2 separate regions of the Hordeum vulgare genome follow, and region 2 is linked to region 1. Evidence: chromatin contacts called from public Hi-C data. All regions are on one chromosome and are shown on one strand. Each heading gives the region's core, a stretch centred on a gene start, on an enhancer-like site or on the middle of the called end of the contact. The rest is flanking DNA. Distances are from core to core; before and after follow the strand shown.

What was found. A called contact is a pair of places that touch in the nucleus more often than the background predicts.
Region 2: a Hi-C map of leaf shows a contact between it and region 1, with 2.3 times the contacts expected there. The contact joins two enhancer-like sites. A contact is called at or near these places in 2 of 6 Hi-C or Micro-C datasets (leaf and seedling).

The regions. Positions count from the first base shown.
Region 1 is chr2H:361,978,159-361,985,044 of MorexV3_pseudomolecules_assembly, reverse strand. No RefSeq gene overlaps it. Among protein-coding and RNA genes, the nearest start is that of LOC123426300, 140 kb to the left of the region's middle. Within about 2 kb of position 3,439, at least 2 of the 3 cell types and tissues checked have open chromatin away from gene starts, as enhancers often do. A contact at or near this core is called in leaf, where this site is marked.
Region 2 is chr2H:362,944,585-362,951,992 of MorexV3_pseudomolecules_assembly, reverse strand. No RefSeq gene overlaps it. Among protein-coding and RNA genes, the nearest start is that of LOC123430080, 130 kb to the left of the region's middle. Within about 2 kb of position 4,867, at least 3 of the 3 cell types and tissues checked have open chromatin away from gene starts, as enhancers often do. A contact at or near this core is called in leaf, where this site is marked.

The DNA of each region.
Region 1 (6,886 bases), core at 2,190-4,689:
CGTTGGGAGGCGAAACATTAAGCCCCTATCTTTCTATGTATTCGATGGATGTTGTTTGTTCTAAAAATATGCTTTCAGTATTAGAAATCATAGATGATTATATGATAATTGAGTATGTGGAGCTCTTACTTTCACTTTGCTGAAAAATAAGATGCATTCAAATTGTTTGATGATTAATAACATAGGTTGCTAAATTTCAAAGAGAATGCATTGTTTGAACCATGACATGTGAATTGATTGCTACTCTATCATGATGAGTTCTATGAGAAAAAGTTCCTGGTTATGATGCTAGAAAAATGACTGAAATTATCATTGGTCAAAATTATACACTATGCTAGCCTTCATAGTTCACAAATTACTTCTTTTATCATTTATCTACTCGGGAACGAGTAGGAATTAAGCTTGGGGATGCTGATACATCTCCAATGTATCAATAATTTATGAAGTATTCATGTCATATTTACCTATGTTTACAATACTTTTGTATGGTTTTGACGCACTTTATATTATTTAATTAGAACTAACCCAGACTAGCATTGTTTTCTCCAGAATTACCGCAGTGTTGTTTTTTATACAAAAAATAGAAGTTCCCGGAATCGCCCAAAACTTTATTGTTGATTTTTTCTGGACAATATGAGAAATACCGGAGCAAAGAACCACCGGAGGGGGCCACAAGCCAACGATGTGAGCCCACCCCACTAGGCATGCCTTATAGCTTGTGGGCCCCTCGTGGCTCCGTGTAGCGTGATCCCAACACCGAAAAATCCTATATATAGAGAAACCCTCAGAAATAAACCTAGAACTTTCGCTGCACCGTCGCAACTCTCTATATCGAAGAAAACTCATCTGAAGCCCTGTTCCCGCACCCTGTTGGAGGGGCAATCATCAATCGAGGCCATCTTCATCATCCCAACGGTCTCCATGACGAGGAGGGAGTAGTTCACCCTCAGGGCTGAGGGTATGTACCAGTAGCTATGTGAGCTCTCTCTCTCTCTCTCTCTCTCTCTCTCTCTCTCTCTCTCTCCCCTCCCCTCCCTCCCTCTCTCTCTCTCATGTTCTTGAGATGTCACGATCTTTATGTATCATGAGCTTTGTTAATATAGTTGGATCATATGGTGTTCTTCCATTGCTATATTGATCTAATGAATTGAATCTTTCCCTTTGAGATTTTGTTATGCCGGATTGAATGCTGGATTTGAGATCACTTGATGTATGTCTTGCATGTGGATACCCATGGTGACAATGGGATGTTCTATTGATTCACTTGATATATGCTTTGGTACTCAACTCGCGGATTCCCGAGGTGACAATGGGCTAATCTATGCATAGGGGTTGATACACGTTCTTGTCCTACTTTCTCCGATAGAAACCTTGAGATACACTTTGAAGTTCTTTGTGTTGGATTGAATATGATGAAACTGAAATTGTTTGATGCATGTCGAATAATTAACCTAGGGATATTGGTGCTGATATTGGAGTATCTAGGTGACATTAGGGTTGATTGATATGTATCATAGGTGTTATTCTAGTACGAACTCTCGGGTTGTTTGTGACACTTATAGAAATAGCTCAATGGATTGATCGAAAAGGATAACTTTGAGGTGGTTCGCTGCCTACAACAATTTCTTCTTATGTTCTCTGCTAATAGGAACTTTGGAGTAATTCTTTATCGCAGGTTAAGGGTTAAACATATGATTGTATTACATTAGCATTGTTGAGAGATCACACTATTGAAAGTATGAACCATAGGCCTTATTTTCAAGCATTGCTATATTGTTTTGTTCGCTGTTTACTACTTGTTACCTTACTATTTCTATATTTTCAGATTACAAAAACCTATATGTGCCGCCTCTTCGTCGAACTAGTGCACATATATAATTTATCATTATATTGGGTGTGTTGGAGACACAAGAGATTTCTTGTATTTTATTACAGGGTTGTTCGAGAGAGACCATCGACATCCTACACCCATTCGGAACACCACAAACGAACCACATGCCGCGAGAGCACAACATGAAGGCTTGCACCAACACGGACAAGTCGATCTTCCATACATGCTGTCTAACACACGTCGTCCACCACCTTAGACCAAATCGACTCCACTGACCCGTTTGATGAGCCCAACATTTCGAGCCGAGAGCCTTCCCTACACCGCCCTCACGGGGCATGGCCATCACCACCAGTGTTCTGCCACCTCCATCCCCTCTGCCTAGCCTGTCAGACACATCAGCAACAATCGAGTTGCCGATCTGACCCATGGCAGGCGCGCCAGAGCAGGCACAGCGGGGACCCGCCATATCCGCACGCATCTGCCCCTCACCCAGATCTGAACCACCGTCGGTGGCACAAGCACGCAACAACTGCGCCGCAAGCCGCCATCCACCTGGTCGTCGCGCTGTTATCCAGGAGCATGCCGCCACCTCCGCATTGTTGAGCCCCGGGCGCGCGAGACGCCTCCACCCCGCCAAACTGCCCCATGCCGACCACCCTCGAGCATATGAGAGCGGGGCCCTACCGTCAGCCACCGCGAGGGGCTTTGCCCCGATGGTTGTGGTCGTCGGTGGATGTCACTATGTGTAGCTTGTAATATTCTAATAAAGAGATGGTTCACTTAATGACGACATATATTTTGATTTTAAAATTAATTTTGATTTTAATTACATATCTTTATTTTTTTTGTTGTATTGTGTTTCTAGGTAGTTCAAAACATGGAAAAACTTTGTTTTTGCCACTACTTTTCGCCCTTTTTTGTGTGCCACTCTAGAATTCAACATCTCACTTCTGGCACTCTTAACTTTTGACAATACATCACAAATGTCATTTCATGGTAAAAAGCAATAGTTTTTTATTTCACTTTTGTCACTCTTATTTTTTATAATGTATCACAATACCATTAGTAAAATATTAAATTCTAGAGTGGCATAAGTAAAGTGGACAAAAACTGGAGTGAAAAACACAAAAGTTTCCCTTGAAAAATAGGGGGAAGGCACGTGTCCTCACACTAATGTTATTTCAACGATAGAAGAGACTTGGTTTTGCAAACAATGCATATTTCGTCGCAAGATAATTTTGGACGCGGGTTTGTGTGAACACTCGCGGCTATTCAGGTGTCGATCAGAGTGCTGTTGGAGTAGACAGTAGAAGTCCAAATAAACAAGCTGCCGGGACTAGCTAATGGTAGGAGGATATCGTAGACATGTGGTGGTTCCGTAGAAGCTAGGCAATTGCATCGTATAGGTGTACTTAGGCCTTAAACTTTGGGTGAGCGGTCGATAACTTAAGTTGCAAGTTGCGACGCCTAGAGCCGAGAGTTTTTGTCCCCCCGTTTCAAAAGCCACATGCATCATTTTCACATTTATAGCACTGGCGATTGGAAGGATCAACTGTGGATCAATTGGAGTACATTATAGGTTTAAACATATCCAAGCACCCTCTTAATAGCAGCAGCTGCTAAACTGTTACGATCATTTTTGCTCATACAGTACAGTTGGGCTGTGCCTGTAGGTACAGGTGGTGTTTCTTTCCAAGGAACTAGATTTTTTTTTAGTCCGAGGGACTAAAGAAAAAAGTCCCTTCAAGAGAGTTTTTTTTAGTACCTTAAGGAAAAGTCCCTCCTGTTTCTTTACCTAGGGACTAAAAGGGACTTTTTAGTCTAGTCCCTGAGTAAAGAAACACCATCATAACTAATAAGCGTGCGTGATGTATTGCGACCATGATGTCCCAACGCCAGATTTGCTCATACTCCTACATGAATAGACAGGTTGCCATAGCCGGTGGTGGCAACAGATGGTTAGGCATGTAGTACATTCATCGATGATGCTGATCCATCTGTCCCTGTCTCCATCTTCTTACTGAACGACACTATATGTACGCACTCCTGTCCAAATTTATTAGCACATCTTCGATTAATTAGCAGTATCTGACGAGTTCATGCGTGCATGACTTCCGGATCCGGACATCCGCCATCTGTGGTTGGAGAGGAAGCAGCAAAATTGCAGACATGCAAATGATACTGAAATTATTGCATGTACTAATTCGTTTTGGCTGCACAAATGACATGAACACAGAGAACTGCAATTACTTAGGTAGCTAGCCGCTGTCACTAGCAGTGTGGTTGCGTTAACCAACGGTACTTGATTGCAGTGTGGCTGTGTTAACCAACTACAGTACAGTATACGGAACCGTATATAAGATTGGGCAGGTGGAGACGGGTAGAGAGCATGGGATGGGCGTATCCGGCCAAAGAAAAGACAGCGAAATAACAAGTCGCAAATGCCCAAGGGATGATTGAGCCGGCCGTATCCAAATCTGGGGCACGAAACGACCACGACGACGGCGACAGGGACGGAGGCAGATAATCTCTACATCGCCGGACACAATGCTAGCTATGGCACCGTCATTTTTAAAGGAGGCATGAATGTTTTGTCTTGCCAACTGATTTTCCTTTTTCTTTTTCCGGGCGAAGTCTGGCGGGCACGTCTATGTCTCGCTTACGCGAGACCGATGGCAGCAGCGACTCAAGCAATGCCGTATATGCGCTGGCCAGCGCAGGAGCAGGCGAGCAGCGCTCACTCATTCACCTGATGTCACGCTGACGACATGCTGATGTCATGGTATAATATTTTCTATTTCTCCTTTTTACATTTGCATTTAAATGAATATCCCTTAAAATATTATATTTAATTAAAAAACAAAACTTCAGTATGAAAATTGTTAACACAATATATATTTTTAGCACAATTAGGTAGATGTTGATATCTTACAGAAAAAATGTCCAGACATTTCAAATATAATGTATGCCAACTTTCTGAAAAACGAGTATAGAACATAAAAAAAGTTTGTGTGGTATAATGTTTTGTACCGGTACAAATATGCAGGTCACAGTTTAAAGAAAAATCATAGCTTTCAAAATATATTAATCATTTTACTGACAAATTCAATAATGTATTTAAAAATGTTAATCCTGTATTTTAAAAATGTATTTAGAAAATAAATCAAAAAAAAGTATACATATATAAAAAGTAATTTCTATATACGCAAAATGTATACGGTGTAAGTAAAAAGAGTTAAACTCAAACATATACTTGAAAGAACACATGTATATGAAAAATGCTAAATGTGTATAAACAAATGTTCGTATCATATATAAAAAATGTTCAACGTGTATAAAACCAATGTCCCACGTGTATTAAAAATATATACTGTGTATTGAGAGATAAAGCAATATATTGAAAATAATAATAGGAAACCTTAGAAATAAGCCAAAAACACCCAAAACCAAAGAAAACTGATGAAGAAATGGCACAAAATATATTAAACCGGTGAAGAAACAAACAAAAATAAGAAAAACAAAAAAATAAAAAATATGAAGCAACTTAGAAAACCTGAAAAAATAAAGAAAAACGTATAAAACAGAGGAAAAAAGGAAAACAAAGAAAGCCGAATAAAAAATGTTCAATAATATCAAACATATGGACATGTTTTTTATCTCACAAATTTATGGAATATACAAAACTTTAGTGTAATTAAAAAAGTGTAAACCATTTACAAGAAAATGTTTCACATGTCTAATAAAAAAATGCACAATGTGCACGAAAAACAGTAGACAAAAAGACATAAATTTCATAAAAGGTTAATCATGTATGTCTAGAAACTTGTATTTTCTATGTATACAAATAATTAGACATTCGTATGAAAAAAAATAGACATCAAAACATATATTTGAAAAATGTTTTTGATTTATAAGAAAACATGCAATGTGTACTAAAAAACTTGAAAACAAAACATATATTCAAAAATAATCAAAATGTATTATATAAAAAAATTGGTGTATAAGAAACACGTACAGTGTGTAACACAAGGATTAGCTAGAGAAACATTTATTTTGTAAAAATGAAAAGGGAAAATTCTAGAGAAAACTTGGCAGCCTTATGTATCGTGTTAACCGAGATGGTGGGAACCCTCGCCGAAGGGTGGTATTTCATTTAGTTTTTCGCTTTTTGCTTTCTTTTTTTTATTTTGCATATACTTCCAAATATTCTGAAGGAATATATTATAAAGTCACTGTACAAATATTTAGAAATGGTGGCCAAATATTTGAAAAATGTTAAATATGTATGTGTGTGTGTCTATATATATATGGAAAATGTATAAAAAATAAAATGTGTATAAAACAATTTGATCATGTATTTAAAAAAAAGGATTGTCAAACAACTGAAAAATGTTGAAAGAGGTCTTTGAAAAATGATAATTAATCATTTGAGTGATGTTAAATGTGTAATGAAAAAATGTTGACCATGTGTTAAAAAATGATCAATTGTTTTTTATCATGTATATAAAAATGTTAGTCAAGATTTAAAAAAAATGTTGAACAGGTATTTGAATTTCTAAATCAAGCATTTGAATATTTTTAAATGTGTTTAGAACAAATGTTTACCATGTATTAAAAAACGATGAAAATTTTGATCATGTGTTTAAAAATGTCAATCAAGTATTAAAAAAATATTGAACAAGTAATTAAAAAATGTTAATCTAGCATTCAAGAAAACACTGAACAAGTAATTTAAAAATGTTAAGTGTGTATATAAAAAATGTAGACGGCATATGAAAAAATGAAGAATATTTTATCATGTTATAGACATGTTAATCAAGCGTTTGAAAGTTTTTGAACAAGTACTTGAAAAAAGTTAAACATGTAAAGAAAATGATGATCATGTGTTCAGAAAATGTTGACCATTATATTTTGCAAAATGGTAATCATGTGTGTCTTTAACTTAAATTTTATGTGTAATACAAATAAATAAAAATGTGTATGGAACAATAGACATCAAAACCTATATTTGAAAAATGTTAAACCTATATTTCAAAAAAAATGTCTTAGATTTAA
Region 2 (7,408 bases), core at 3,618-6,117, 970 kb before region 1:
AGACCGCGCGTCAAGTTTCAATCCAATCATAGAAAGTTTTATACACACTTTTAAAAAACAGGATTTAAACGATGTCGCGGGCGCGTGCGTGTGTGGTCGGGCTAAACACGGGCAACGTCGAGAACGGAGAGAACCGACAACTACTAACGGATGCAAGTTTGAAAACTGGCGGCAACAGGATGTCGAAAATGGAATAAAAGGGGAATCTTCAGGAACTTCGGTCTCGGGCTGTCACAGAGGGGCCTTGCAAGGAAGGAGGTGATGTAGAAAACATGTGGATAAAGATGGCGATTTGCATTCGTAAGGTGGTCTGAGAGGAGTTTGGAGTGTCCAGGGGAAGTAGAAGAGAAGCTAAAGATACTTGGTGGTGGAACGATGATGTCCAGAAGGCAATTAAGGAGAAGAAAGATTGTTTCTCACGCCTATATCAGGACATGAGTATAGACAACATAAAGAAGTACAAGATGGCAAAGAAGGCCGCAAAGCGAGTTGTGAGTGAAGCAAGGGGTCGGGCGTATGAGGATCTCTATCAACGGTTAGACACGAAGGAAGGCGAAAGTGACATCTATAAGATGGCCAATATCCGAGAGAGGAAGACGAGGGATGTTGACCAAATCAAGTGCATCAAGGACGGAGCAGAGCAAGTCGTGGTGAAGAACGTGGAGATTAAGCATAGATGACAGGAGTACTTTGACAAGCTCTTCCATGGGGAGAGTGAGAGCACTACCATTGATCTGGACGACTCCTTCGATGATACTAGCAGGCGTTTTATGCGGCGAATCCAGGAGTCGGAGGTCAAGGAGGCTTTAAAGAGGATGAAAGGAGGCAAGGCGATGGGCCCTCATTGTATCCCCATTAAGGTGTGGAGAGGCTTCGAGGACATAGCGATAGTATGGCTAACCAAACTTTTGAACCTCATTTTTTTGGGAAAACAAGATGCCAGAGAATGGACACGGAGTATATTAGTACAATCTTCAAGAACAACGGGGGTATTGAGAGTTGTACTAATTACCGTGGAATTAAATTGACGAGCCATACAATGAAGCTATGCGAGATAGTCATTGATGACCGCTTAAGAAGAATGACAAGCGTGACCAAAAATCAGTTTGCCTTCGTTCTCGGTAGTCGACCATGGAAGTCATTTTCTTGGTATGACAACTTATGGATAAAGGGAGCAAAAGAAGGACTTGCATATTGTGTTCATTGACTTGGGAAAGGCCTATGATAAACTACTGTAGAATGTTATGTGGTGGGCCTTGGAGAAACACAAAGTCCGAGCAAAGTACATTATCGTCATCAAGGACTTGTACGATAATGTTGTGACAAGTGTTCGAACAACTGATGGCGACACTGATAACTTCCCGATTAAGATAGGACTACATCACGGGTCATCTTTGAGCCCTTATCTTTTTTCCTTGGTGATGGTATGAGGTCACAAGGGATATACAAAGAGATATCCCATGGTGTATGCTCTTTGCAGATGATGTGGTGCTAATTGATGATAGTCGGACGGGGCTCAATGGGAAGTTGGAGTTATGGAGGCAAACCTTGAAATCAAAAGGTTTTAGACTTAGTTGGACTAAGACCGAGTACATGAGGTGTACTTTCAGTACTACTAAGCACGCGGAGGAGGGTGTGTTAGCCTTGATGGGCAGGTGCTACCTCAGAAGGACACTTTTCGTTATTTGGGGTCAATGTTGTAGAAGGATGGGGATCTCGATGAAGATGTGATCCGTTGACTTAATGTCTGATGGATGAAGTGGCACCAAGCTTCTCGCATTTTGTGTGATAAGAGGGTGCCACAAAAGCTAAAAGACAAGTTCCATAGGACGGTGGTTCGACCTGCAATGTTGTATGTCGCTGAGTGTTGGCCGACTAAAAGGCGACATGTGCAACAGCTAGGTGTGGCGGAGATGCGCATGTTGATATGGATGTGTGGCCAGACAAGGAAGGACCAAATCCGAATGATGATATACGGCATAGAGTTGGAGTAGTGCCAATTAAAGAGAAACTTGTCCAACATCATGTGAGACGGTTTGGGCATATTCAATGCATGCCTCGAGAAGCCCTAGTGCATAGCGGACGGCTAAAGCATGTTGATAATGTCAAGAGAGGTCGGGGTAGACCGAACTTGACATGGGAAGATTTCGTAAAGAGAAATCTAAAAGATTGAAGCATCACCAAAGAACTAGCCGTGAACACGGGTGCATGAAAGCTTGTCATCCATGTGCAAGAACCATGAATTGGTCACGAGATCTTATAGGTATCACCTCTAGTCTACCTTCAACTTGTTTCGGACTAAATGCCTTGTTATTGTTGTTGTTGTTGTTGTTATTGTTTTTGCTTTTAAAAAATGTTCCAAATTACCAAATAATACCGTTTTTAAACATTGTTCATAAATTCAAAAAATGTTATGTAATCTCAAAGAATATTCTGCAATTTAAAAAATTGTTCTTTAAATTCGAAAATGTTTTTGTTTAAAAAAATTGTTCTAATTTTCAAATAGTTGTCATTACTCAAAAACATTCATAACTTCAAAAAGTGTTTGGATTTTTAAAAAAATATTTTGAAGTTTCAAAAAATCTTCTAGTTTTTTTTTAAACAAATTGTCTTTCGAAAACTGTTTTAAAAATCTTCTAGTTTTTCAAAAAAAAGTTTTGTTTTTCAAAAACTGTTTTACAAATTGTTCATAGTTGTAAAAAATCTTCTATTTTTAAAAAACTGTTAATAGTTGTAAAAATTGTTTGCAAATTGGAGTTTTAAAAATGTGCCCTTTAACAAAAGTGTTCACATTTTTACAACTCCGGAAAAATGAAACGGTGAACAATTTTAGAGATTTTGAAAAACATTTTTATTGGAATTTATGAACAAAATTTGCAAAAATAGCATTCTCTTTAAAATGAACGAACTTTTTAATATGAAAATATTTCTTTAAAACAAAATTAAATTTAAGAAATAAAAAAAGGAAAGTAAAAAGAAAAAAAGAAAAGAAAAAACCTAAAAAATATAAAAATGAAGGAACTAAGCAGAAAAATAAAAAACATAAAAAATAAAGAAAAAGAAATAGCAAGAAACAATGAAGCGGGAAAGACCGGCCCATAAAAGCCTGCAAGTGCCCACCTCTTTGCGAAGCTGAAATTATTCGGCGACCAATGCGTCTAATAGGAGGTTCCCACAAGCGACACCCAGCTCGCACATGTTCTGTACAATTCCTATGCGGCGTTGCAGGCGTTGGTTTCTTTTCTTTTTTCTACCCGGCGCCTACATCAGCTACTCACCCTTCTTAGCTGGGCCGGCCCTTGTTCTTTTTTCACTTTTCTCTAAACTCTAAAGAAACTGCAAAAAATGCCGCGTCATCGAGGATTCGAACCCGCGGCGCAGGTCGGACGTGATTGACGCGCAGCCAATCCTACCTATTCACAAGTTGTAATAACATGCATGTTTTATTTATTTATTTCTTCAGTGTTTCTTTTCCTTTTATTTCTTTTTTCTGTGATTTTCTTCTTTCCTTTTCCAAATTCATAAATGTTTTCTTCAAATAGATGAACTTCTTTTTCAAATGCATGAACAATTTTTTTTGAAACTCGTGAATTTTTCAGAATCGATGAATTTATTTTCAAATTTGATGAGTTTTATTCAATTTTTTGAACTTTCCTTAAAATGGATGGATGTTTGTCAAAATTGATGAATTGATAAATTGTTACAAAATTGATGATTTTTTCCAATTTAGGTGAACTTTTTCCAAATTTGTTGTACATTTTTCAACGTTAATGAACTTTTTTCAAAATTTATTAAATATTTTCAGAATCGATGAACTTTTTTTCAAAATTGATGAAATTTTCCAAAACCGTTGAACTTTTTCAAAATTTATGAACTTTTTTCAAAATTGATGTACTTGTTTCAATTTGGATAAACTTTTTCCAAAATTACTAGAACATTTTCCAAATTTATTAAGTTTTTCAAAATCATTGAACTTTTTTTGCAAAATCGATGAAAGTTTTTCAAAACCGACGAACTTTTTCAAAATTTCTTAACTCTTTTCAAAATTGATGGAATATTTTCAAAATTGAAGAACTTTTTTAATTTGGATGAACTTATTCTAAATTCAGTGAACTTTTTAAATTTCGATGAAAAAATCATATTCGGTGAACTTTTTTTATTCAAATTGATGAACTATTTTCATTGTTTGATGTACTTTTGCTTTAAACAATGAACTTTTTTATGAATTCGTGAACTTTTTTTTTGAATAAATGTTCTTTTTTGATTTGGTGAACTATTTTTTGAATATGCAAACTTTTTTCTGCATGTTCATGATCTCCATTTGTAGTATGTGAACATGTTTTCAAATAATTGAAAAATCTAAATGCTATAGCATAATGGGCAATAAATAGCGCGTCTCCATTTCTATTCTTTAAGGGTCCGGGCTGTTTTGGATCATTACTGGTTAGTTGGTCAATTGGTTAGCAGCACTCGATAAGGTGTGCGAGGGCGTGAGATAGAATCCCGGTCAAGACCTATTTTCGACGGTCCTTTTCACGATGCATGATCTTGGGTAAATTCAAACAAAAAATTAAAAAGCAAAAATACGACAAATTAAAAAAATCATGAATTCATAAAATGATAATGAAGTTTAAAAATTGTTTGCAAATCGAAAACAATGTTCCCTAATTTCAAAATAAGATATACATTAAAGAAACTTACAGAAATTCTAAAAATGTTCAAGAATACATAAAATGATAATGAAGTTTAAAAATTGTTTGACGGTCCTTTTCACGATGCATGATCTTGGGTCGGCCCATCCAGCTGCTGGTGCGGGTGCCAGTTATCTTGCGCAGCGCGCAATAGGAGTCCCCCCGTTTTTGCATGGGACCTCCTAATTAGTGTGACGCCAAAACGGGCAGCCCGCGCTTCTCCGTGAGCGCTTCTGAGGCGGCCCATGACTGGGGTTCGCGTGCCCCTATTTTTTTCTGTTTTGATTTTCATTTCTGCAAATTTCACAAAAACAAAGCTTTACAAATTTAAAGAGTGCTCCCACATTTCCAAAATGTTCAAAGTTTCTAAAAATGCAAAATCAAGAAAATGTTCCTATAATGTTCACGAATTTGAGAAATATATTAAGTATTTTAAAAATTCTAGGAATTTCAAAAATGATAATAAATTCAAACAAAAAATTAAAAAGCAAAAATACGACAAATTAAAAAAATCATGAATTCATAAAATGATAATGAAGTTTAAAAATTGTTTGCAAATCGAAAACAATGTTCACTGATTTCAAAAGAAGATATACATTAAAGAAACTTACAAAAATTCTAAAAATGTTCAAGAATTTTGGAAATTGTTAGCTAGTTTACGAAAAGTTCAAGAATTTAGAAAAATGTTCAAGAATTCGAAAAGTGTTCGTATATTTGGAAAATCATGAATTTGAAAATTATTCTTAGTTTTCAAAAAAGTTTATGAATTGGAAATTTCTTCACAATTTTCCAAATTGTTCATGAATTTGAATGATGTTCCTGATTTTCAAAAAAATTAGGATTAAAAAAGCATATATTTGAAAAGGAAAAAACATAAAAGAGAAAATGGACAAAAAAGAATTAATATACTAACGGCCTCACCCATTACCTTCGAGGGGGGGGGGGGTTACGTTCGTTTGGTCGTTATCCCCCGACCCCGTGTGGGGAATAGGATCCCCATGACAGCTTTGTGTCGCCCATACTATTCCTAATAGGAATCGCCTACTCGCGACCATAGCGGGCACGCCTATTTTGTTCGCCTGGTCTTTCCTAGGTTCGCTTGAGCGCCTTTTCGTATTTTGTCTTGTTCATGTTATTTTCCTTTTTATTTGGTTTTTCATCTGTTTTTTCCTTTGGTTCTTCTTTTATTACTTTGTTTTTGTTTTGTTTTTTACATTGTTTTCTTGTTTTACCGAGGTCCAGGCCGTCGTTGCGATGTTACATCCTACTCCTACTATAATGTGTTCTTTCTTTTTCTTCCATCTCCTTGACAAGTGATGCGCTCTGCCCCTTATATATCGAGATAGAGAGTTCTTTTCAAAGATTGTCGTACTTGATCTCTAAACTCAAAGGAATGGACTATAGCGGGGGACACCCTTATGTCGCCATGTCGCCACGCGGTGGGTCGATGTGACTATCATCATCACTTTATCTAACAAGGCATGGTAGTCATGTATGTCATCGCCCTCCTATAGACACCTTGTTCCATCGTCATCCTTTTTCGTCCAATCAGACTCGTCCATAGAGGGAGGGGACGAGTATGCCCACCTGGTTGAGATCATACACGTGGTTGGCCACCTGCCCTAAAGACTTGTGAAAGGGAGATAACGAGTGGAGCGGATCCACAAGTCTGTTCACGAAGCCTCAGGTCAAGTTTTTTTAAGACAACGCCGCGAAGCTTTATTAATTCATCACAATGTTTTCACGGTGGGATGGGAGATTCCCGAGATGTCCTAACCAAACATGATGGCCACCACCAAGAGATAGAGCATGCTTCAATAAGTTGTGAGCCGCATAATTTGAGCTCCTAAACTCATGACTAAAGATACAAAAATTAAAGGCTGAAGGATGATCAGCTATCTCATGTAAGACCGCTTTATAGCTTGCCGAATTCTCCTTCGTTATATCTTGTACCACCACTTTCCAATCTGATGCCATTTCAATATGTCTGAGATATAGGTCATCTGCCAATGCGAGGGCTTCCCTAATGGCGAGGGCTTCAAGAGTCGGCGGGTCCACAATGTTTGAGAAACAAAGAGTCGATGCTCCCATGAACATGCCATCACGATCTCGGCAGATCACACCGCCTGAACCAAACCCATGTCTGGAAACAACAGCATCCACGTTCATCTTTGCATTGCCAGTGATCGGGGCCAACCATGTCGATGGTCTCTCACTAGATGGAGTTGTTGCCGTTGGAAGCTTGGCGTTGGTCAACTGCAACTCACCCAAATAGCTCGATATGAAGCTATTAACCGAGTATGGTGGTTGGAAAATATTATAATGAATTGCCTTCCGCCTGACACCCTAGAGTGCCCATAGTGTTACAACTAAGTCTTCGAAGAGGTCCTTCATTAGTATTCCATGCAGTGGAAATAGCCAATCCTTCGGATTCTCTTCCCCTCGGTCTACCATGTGTTGCACTAACTCCTCAAGCGCCAGGGCCCATACACTCGCCGCCATCGGGCAGGTGATCAACGCATGTTTCCATGTGTCCATCGCCCCACATAACAGGCAAGTATCCTCTGTCGCCATATGCCGGTGCTTCAGGATTGAACACGTCGTCATTGATAGTTGGACAAGACGCCACAAGAACACCTTGAGTTTGGAGGGTACCTGCAGATGCCATATCATGGACCATTTGCTGGTTTCATCGAGCTCATATGATGTTCCGCCCT